2 separate regions of the Canis lupus genome follow, and region 2 is linked to region 1. The links are chromatin contacts, called in public Hi-C maps. All regions are on one chromosome and are shown on one strand. Each heading gives the region's core, a stretch centred on a gene start, on an enhancer-like site or on the middle of the called end of the contact. The rest is flanking DNA. Distances are from core to core; before and after follow the strand shown. Region 1 holds the start of GTF2A1 (transcription initiation factor IIA subunit 1). Region 2 holds the start of SEL1L (protein sel-1 homolog 1).

Region 1 (2,700 bases), core at 62-2,561:
CGGGCTCGTCTGCGGCGTTTGGGACCGGGAAAAAAAACAAAACAAAAAAACAACAAAAAAACAAAAACAAAAACGTGTTTTTACGGTCAGAATAAAAATAAGAGTGGGGTGGACTAGTGATCGCATTGGCGTTGGTGACGGACAAGGTTGTTTTTATGTGACTGCTTTTTGCAAACCTACGTGATCGCAAGTAACCAAAAAGGGACAAACGGGGGGGGGGCGGGGGGGAGACGTAGGCAAATTTCAAGGCGAAAGCAGGGGCGCTGGGACCACTGTAGGCTTTTTTGTTTGTTTGTTTGTTTGTTTGTTTGCTTTGGTGCTTTTGCTAGTGGAAGATACGATGGGGGGGGGGGGTGTTGCTTCCCCTTCGCCATTTTACCGATTCGGAAGGAACCGAGATAAGTGCTTTTCAACCTTCGTCCTTTTCTTTCCTTTTTCCTTTTTTTTTTTTTTTTTAAGAAATATAAAATGGCCTCAGTGAAGGCTCCCCCTAATAAGCACAACCGCCAGAAACATCCCAAGTAACCCCCAAAGTAGCCGTTCGCCTTCCACTGCACTGAAGTGGGCCACACGGCGGGTCCTGGGGACTCGCCCGATTCCCCAGACGCGGGTTTTGTCTGTGGAGGCTGCTCGGGGCGCCCGTGTCGAGCCGGCGCGGCCGGGCCCCCGGGGGGGGCGCAGGGGGGGAAGCGGAGGCTTCACGCCCGCCCGCCCGCCCTCCCGGCGGCCGGGGTCTGCGGCCGGAGCCGCGCGCTCGCCCCGGCCCAACGGCCTGCGCGGCCCCGACCGCCCCGCGGCGGCCCCAGGCCCCGCCGGCGCCCCCGCCCTCCTCCCGCCGCCGCCGCCGCCGCCGCCGCCGCCGCCAGCCCGAGGCGCCCTCCCCCCGCCCCCCCCGCGCCCGCCGCCCCGGCCCGCTCCGCCCGAGGCGGGAAGCGGCGGCGGCGGCGGCGGCGGCGGCCGCGCGGGCGGCTGAGGAGAGTAGAGGCCGGGAGTCGCCGCCGTCCCCGCCCCCGCCCGGTCCGGCCGTTGCTGCCGCCCGGACGAAGCCCCCGCCGGCCACCAAACCACGTCCTTACCACGGTGTTTGTATTTGCCGAGTTCGCCATTTCCACACACAACACAAACAAGAGGGGGGGCAACCCCGAGAAAACAAGATTAAAAACAAAAAACCAAAAAGAAAAAAAAGAAAACCAAAACACCCGGAGGGTGGCCCAAGCCACCGCAAGATTGGGGGTAAAAATTTCAAACAAAATCGAATCCTGAAAGAGTAGAAGGGGAGCGGTGAGAGGAGGAGGAGGAGGAAGAGGAGGAGGGGGGCAGTCCTCCCCGAGCTAAAAACCTCGAGAATCGCCCTTAAAAAAAAAAAAAAAAAAAAAAAAAAAAAAAAAAAAAAGCCACGACCCTTCTGGGGTCCGGGGGGGCGTTGCCCGCTCCCCACCCCGCGCCAAGGAGGGAAACCACCACCGGTCGCCGCTCCCCGCGCCGCCGCTGCCGCCACCGGCTGCAGCTCCAGCCGTCCGGTCCGCCCGCTTCTCCCCTTTATATAGTGAGCCAACGAGCTGCGCGAGCCGCCGCCGCCGCCGCTGCCGCCGAGAGACAGGGCGGAGGGGGAGGGAGGGGCGGAAAGGGCGGGGGCAGAGGTGGGCGGGGCTGAGCGCGAGACACCGCGAGAGCCGCGTGCGCAGGCGCGCCGGGGCGGAGGCCGCCGTGGGCCGCGTCGTCACGCGCAGCGGAGGGTGCTGGGCTGGCGGAGCGCGGGGACTGGGGTAGTCGAGTCGTCCGGCCGGCTCCCCAAGTCTCGCGTGATCACCTGGTTGCCACCCAGGCGGAAGTGCCCCACAGCTGTTTTAGGCTGAGGGGCTTGCAAAGTATCGCTGGACATAGCATGAGTGGTGTTGACCCTCAAGTCCAAAGCTACCTGGCAGCCAACTCTTGTCAGGTGTTTCTGCGTCTCCCTGCGCTTGGAGAAGCGAGGAAATACAGAAGGGGCGCTGGCGGCTGCCTCGTTAGCAATGGCTGCGGAGGCGGACCGGTCACGTGGCCCCGCTTCCGGCCCCCGGAGCGCTCGGACTCCGGGCAGAGTTTAAATGCGGAGTCATCTCGGGGCGTGAGCTCGTCGTGGACTCGGCGCTCAGAGGCGTCGGTTCCTCTCGCGTCGCGAAGGCCGGGCCCTTCGCCGGCAAGATCGTGTACGTGTTCCTAAAGGGGGAGAGCTGCTTTGAGCCCGCTGCTAACACATTTCAGAATTAATGACCCCTGAACCGGCTGAGTCGTTTCCACCGGTACAGCTAAAAGGCCCTGGGCTTAAGTTTCCCCGAGGTTCGGCCCCTTACTAGCGTGCTAGTACTTCCGTGGTGGAAATGCCGAAAGGAAAAAAAGAAAAAAAAAAAAAAAACCGACCTGCATATCACCGGATTATGACAGCACGATAACGTCCCCCCTCGATTTTTAAAAACTGCCGAAATCCTGTGACCGCATGGCCCGCGCCTGGGACTGACAGGAAATACCTCGGTGGGGCCGCCCCGTCTCGCGGCCTCTCGCCGCCGGAGCGAGCAGAGGAAGCCCACGTGTCGGAGTGTGAACCAGGAGGCGCCGGACCTGCGCTGCTCCCGACTCCCGCCTTCGGGGCAGCGTGTCACGCAGAACGGGGAGTGCTCCGCTTCGAAGGCAGAGCTCGCCGCACCTAATTCTGCCCCTAGG
Region 2 (2,700 bases), core at 89-2,588, 260 kb after region 1:
GTTATAGCATTGACTTACAACTAGGACAGATAATTTGGGGATTCAAATAACCATCTGGGAAATTTTCTGTTGAAGGGAAAAAAAAAAAAAAAAAAAAAAAAAAGGAGTTGACATTTATACCCTGCCTTGTTCCAAAAAAATTTAAAGCCACAGAACAGCTGTCTTGTTAACCAAACTGATTAAAATTCAAAAGCTTTATTGTACTAATTGTTTCTTTACCAACACTTAAAAACACTAAGTGCTTTTTTAAATTTTTTTTTTTTTATCAACACTTTCAAAATAGAAGTTTTCAGAGGTCGGCAGACTGAACTCTTAAAAAAGGAAAAAAATACATTTCAGAACCATAGTATTAATCTACCTGGGAAAATCAATTCAAAAGCACACGCATATACCAAAAAAAAAAAAAAAAAAAAAAAGAAAAAGAAAAAAAAAAGAGAAAATCAGCTGCTATCCATTTTAAGAATGTATACGGACCCAGATTTTCTCAAAAAAAAAAAAAAATCACAAAGTTTCTGTCAACAAGCATGGGGCAACTCAGAAACCCCGTGACAGCGATAAACACCACTTCCTCGGGGATATTTGCTCAAAAGGGGGTAGAGAGTGGACACAATCACATCAGAAGTCTTCATTTTTTTAAACAAAGAGGCAAGGGGCCACCTCGGGTGCTAAGCAAATCCATCAAACCACTGTCAACATCCTGGTTTTGATGGACCTGGCTCCGCTCAGGGATGACCCCAGGTGTGTCCATCAGTTCACTTACAAATCCCAAGCACAGAAGCGGTCCGAGAGTTGAGGAAGTTCCAGCACGGCTTGGGTGTCCCTGTGGATCTCGGCCAGCTGTCGGGATTCGTTCCCAGAGTCCGGTCCCCATTCGCGGGGAGTCGCGTAAAGTTTGTTAAGAGAGGAGAGGTGTGGGCGGGGTGGCCGCCCTTCCCTGCCGCCCCTCTCTAGCTCCCTCAACACCCCCTCTCGCCCAGGCCAGCCAAAGCCCGAGGGACGACAGCGACTGACGGGCCAGTGCGAGGTGTGACCAGAGAGAGTGAGTCTCCAGCCCGAGCCCCCGCGGCCCTGCCCCGGGATGGAGGCCGGGCGGGGCGGGGGGGGGGGGCGGTGGCTCCCGGCCTCTCCAGTCCGAGGGGGCGGATACTGACCCGAGGACGCCGAGGCCGAGCCCAGCAGCACCGCACAGAGCAGCAGCGTCAGCCCAACTCGGACCCGCATCCTGCTCGCGCGGCCGCTGCCACCCCTTGGAGCTGTCGCCTTCGCCTCTGCCACCACCGACTCAGGCACCGCCGCCGCCTCGCCGCTGCTCTTCCTGCTCTGGTCGCCTTCCTCCGCCCCTTCCCAGGCCTCCCTGCCCTAGTGCGGAGCCAATCCCCGCCCGCCGCCCCGGGCGCTGTGCCCAATCGCCGCAGTCTTCCCGCCCACTTCGTTGCCCCGCCCCCGGGGTCAAGCATTGACCAATCGCTTTGCGAGGTTCCCACACCGGCTTTCCCGATTGGACCACGGCCTCACCGACATGGCCCCAGCTAATTGGTAGATCCTGGGTTCGACCGTCCCGGAATCGGGGCGTGAGTCCAGGGCCGGGAAGACAAGAAAGTCACCTCCGGACTACAGTTCCCAGCATGCACTTCAAGGGCCTCTTTCGACGTGTGCTCTCGGGAAACGTAGTTCGCTGTGGAGCAAGATTTAAATGTGCAGGTGGCTGTTGAAGTTAAGAGAACTTAGGTAACACCTGGGCTGGACGTTAAGTCAAGGCTACGAACCCGCGTCCCTCCTCCCCCTTTTATGGAGCCAAAATATGTATCGAAGAACACACATTTAAGAGTTTGTAATGTGTTAAAGCTCTTTCTCGCTCTTTGTTTTATTTAGAAAATTTGAATTGAACACAGTGATATCAGCATGGAGGGAAAATACAACAGCTGGACTGCGTTCCAAGTATTTTTTTGGAACTTAGATGGAACAGGGCCATATTCGTGGAAACCGGAGTGGAACTCGCTCTCCCTTTTTCTTTTCCTGACAAAGCAAAAGGAAAGAAACCCCATCCAGGGCAGATCATCTCAATGCTAGTATTCGTTTTTAGGCAGGGCCACCAGGTAATAATCTGCTGGGAAACGTGCCTTTGCAAAAACACTTTGAAACATCCCTCTCTTTTTCTAAGTTACACTGTTCTCTTTCTCTATGACTGACTTTAGGAATGCTGGATTGATGTATTTGGAGGTAGAGGTGATGGTGATTGCATTGCAGAGAAGGAAAAGGTCCTGTGTATTAAGTACCAACCCCAGGCATGCTCCCACTGGGTAGCAGGGAAGTGGCTTCATGTTCCTGCCCCTTCATCAAATTGTGCCATTCTGTTTCCCCTAGCGTCCACCCACCCTCAGCTCATTTCTGGAACTGAGTTGAATTCAATCCTCAGCTCAGTTTGAGGTCAGGGTTCTGGAAAAGTCCACACTGCCCACATAATCTAACCTCCAGGCATTTTCTTCCATCTTCTTTGCTAGAAAGTCCTCTTTTCCAAAAAAGGACAAGGATAAAAAACTGCTTAGAAAAAAAAATCAAAAAAGACCCGGGACGCCTGAGTGGCTCAGCGGTTTAGAGCCTGCCTTCTGCCCAGGGCTTGATCCTGGAGTCCCACAGATCGAGTCCCACATCTGTTTCCCTCCATGGAACCTGCTTCTCCCTTCGCCTGTTTCTGTGACT

Evidence for each region. Hi-C and Micro-C count contacts between places; a contact is called where the count stands out from the background.
Region 2: a Hi-C map of blood shows a contact between it and region 1, with 2.1 times the contacts expected there. The contact joins the promoter of SEL1L here to the promoter of GTF2A1 in region 1. A contact is called at or near these places in 2 of 9 Hi-C or Micro-C datasets (both in blood).

The regions. Positions count from the first base shown.
Region 1 is chr8:53,873,736-53,876,435 of UU_Cfam_GSD_1.0, forward strand. It overlaps GTF2A1 (transcription initiation factor IIA subunit 1), which reads right to left and starts at 1,312. Exons shown (of 9, transcript XM_038545483.1): 1 at 1,077-1,312. The coding sequence starts at 1,106.
Region 2 is chr8:54,130,821-54,133,520 of UU_Cfam_GSD_1.0, forward strand. It overlaps SEL1L (protein sel-1 homolog 1), which reads right to left and starts at 1,339. Exons shown (of 22, transcript XM_038545485.1): 1 at 1,152-1,339. The coding sequence starts at 1,221. It overlaps MIR8884 (microRNA mir-8884), which reads right to left and starts at 755; the gene lies at 627-755. It overlaps LOC102153790 (a long non-coding RNA gene), which reads left to right and starts at 1,537. Exons shown (of 3, transcript XR_005362907.1): 1 at 1,537-1,728; 2 at 1,873-2,096.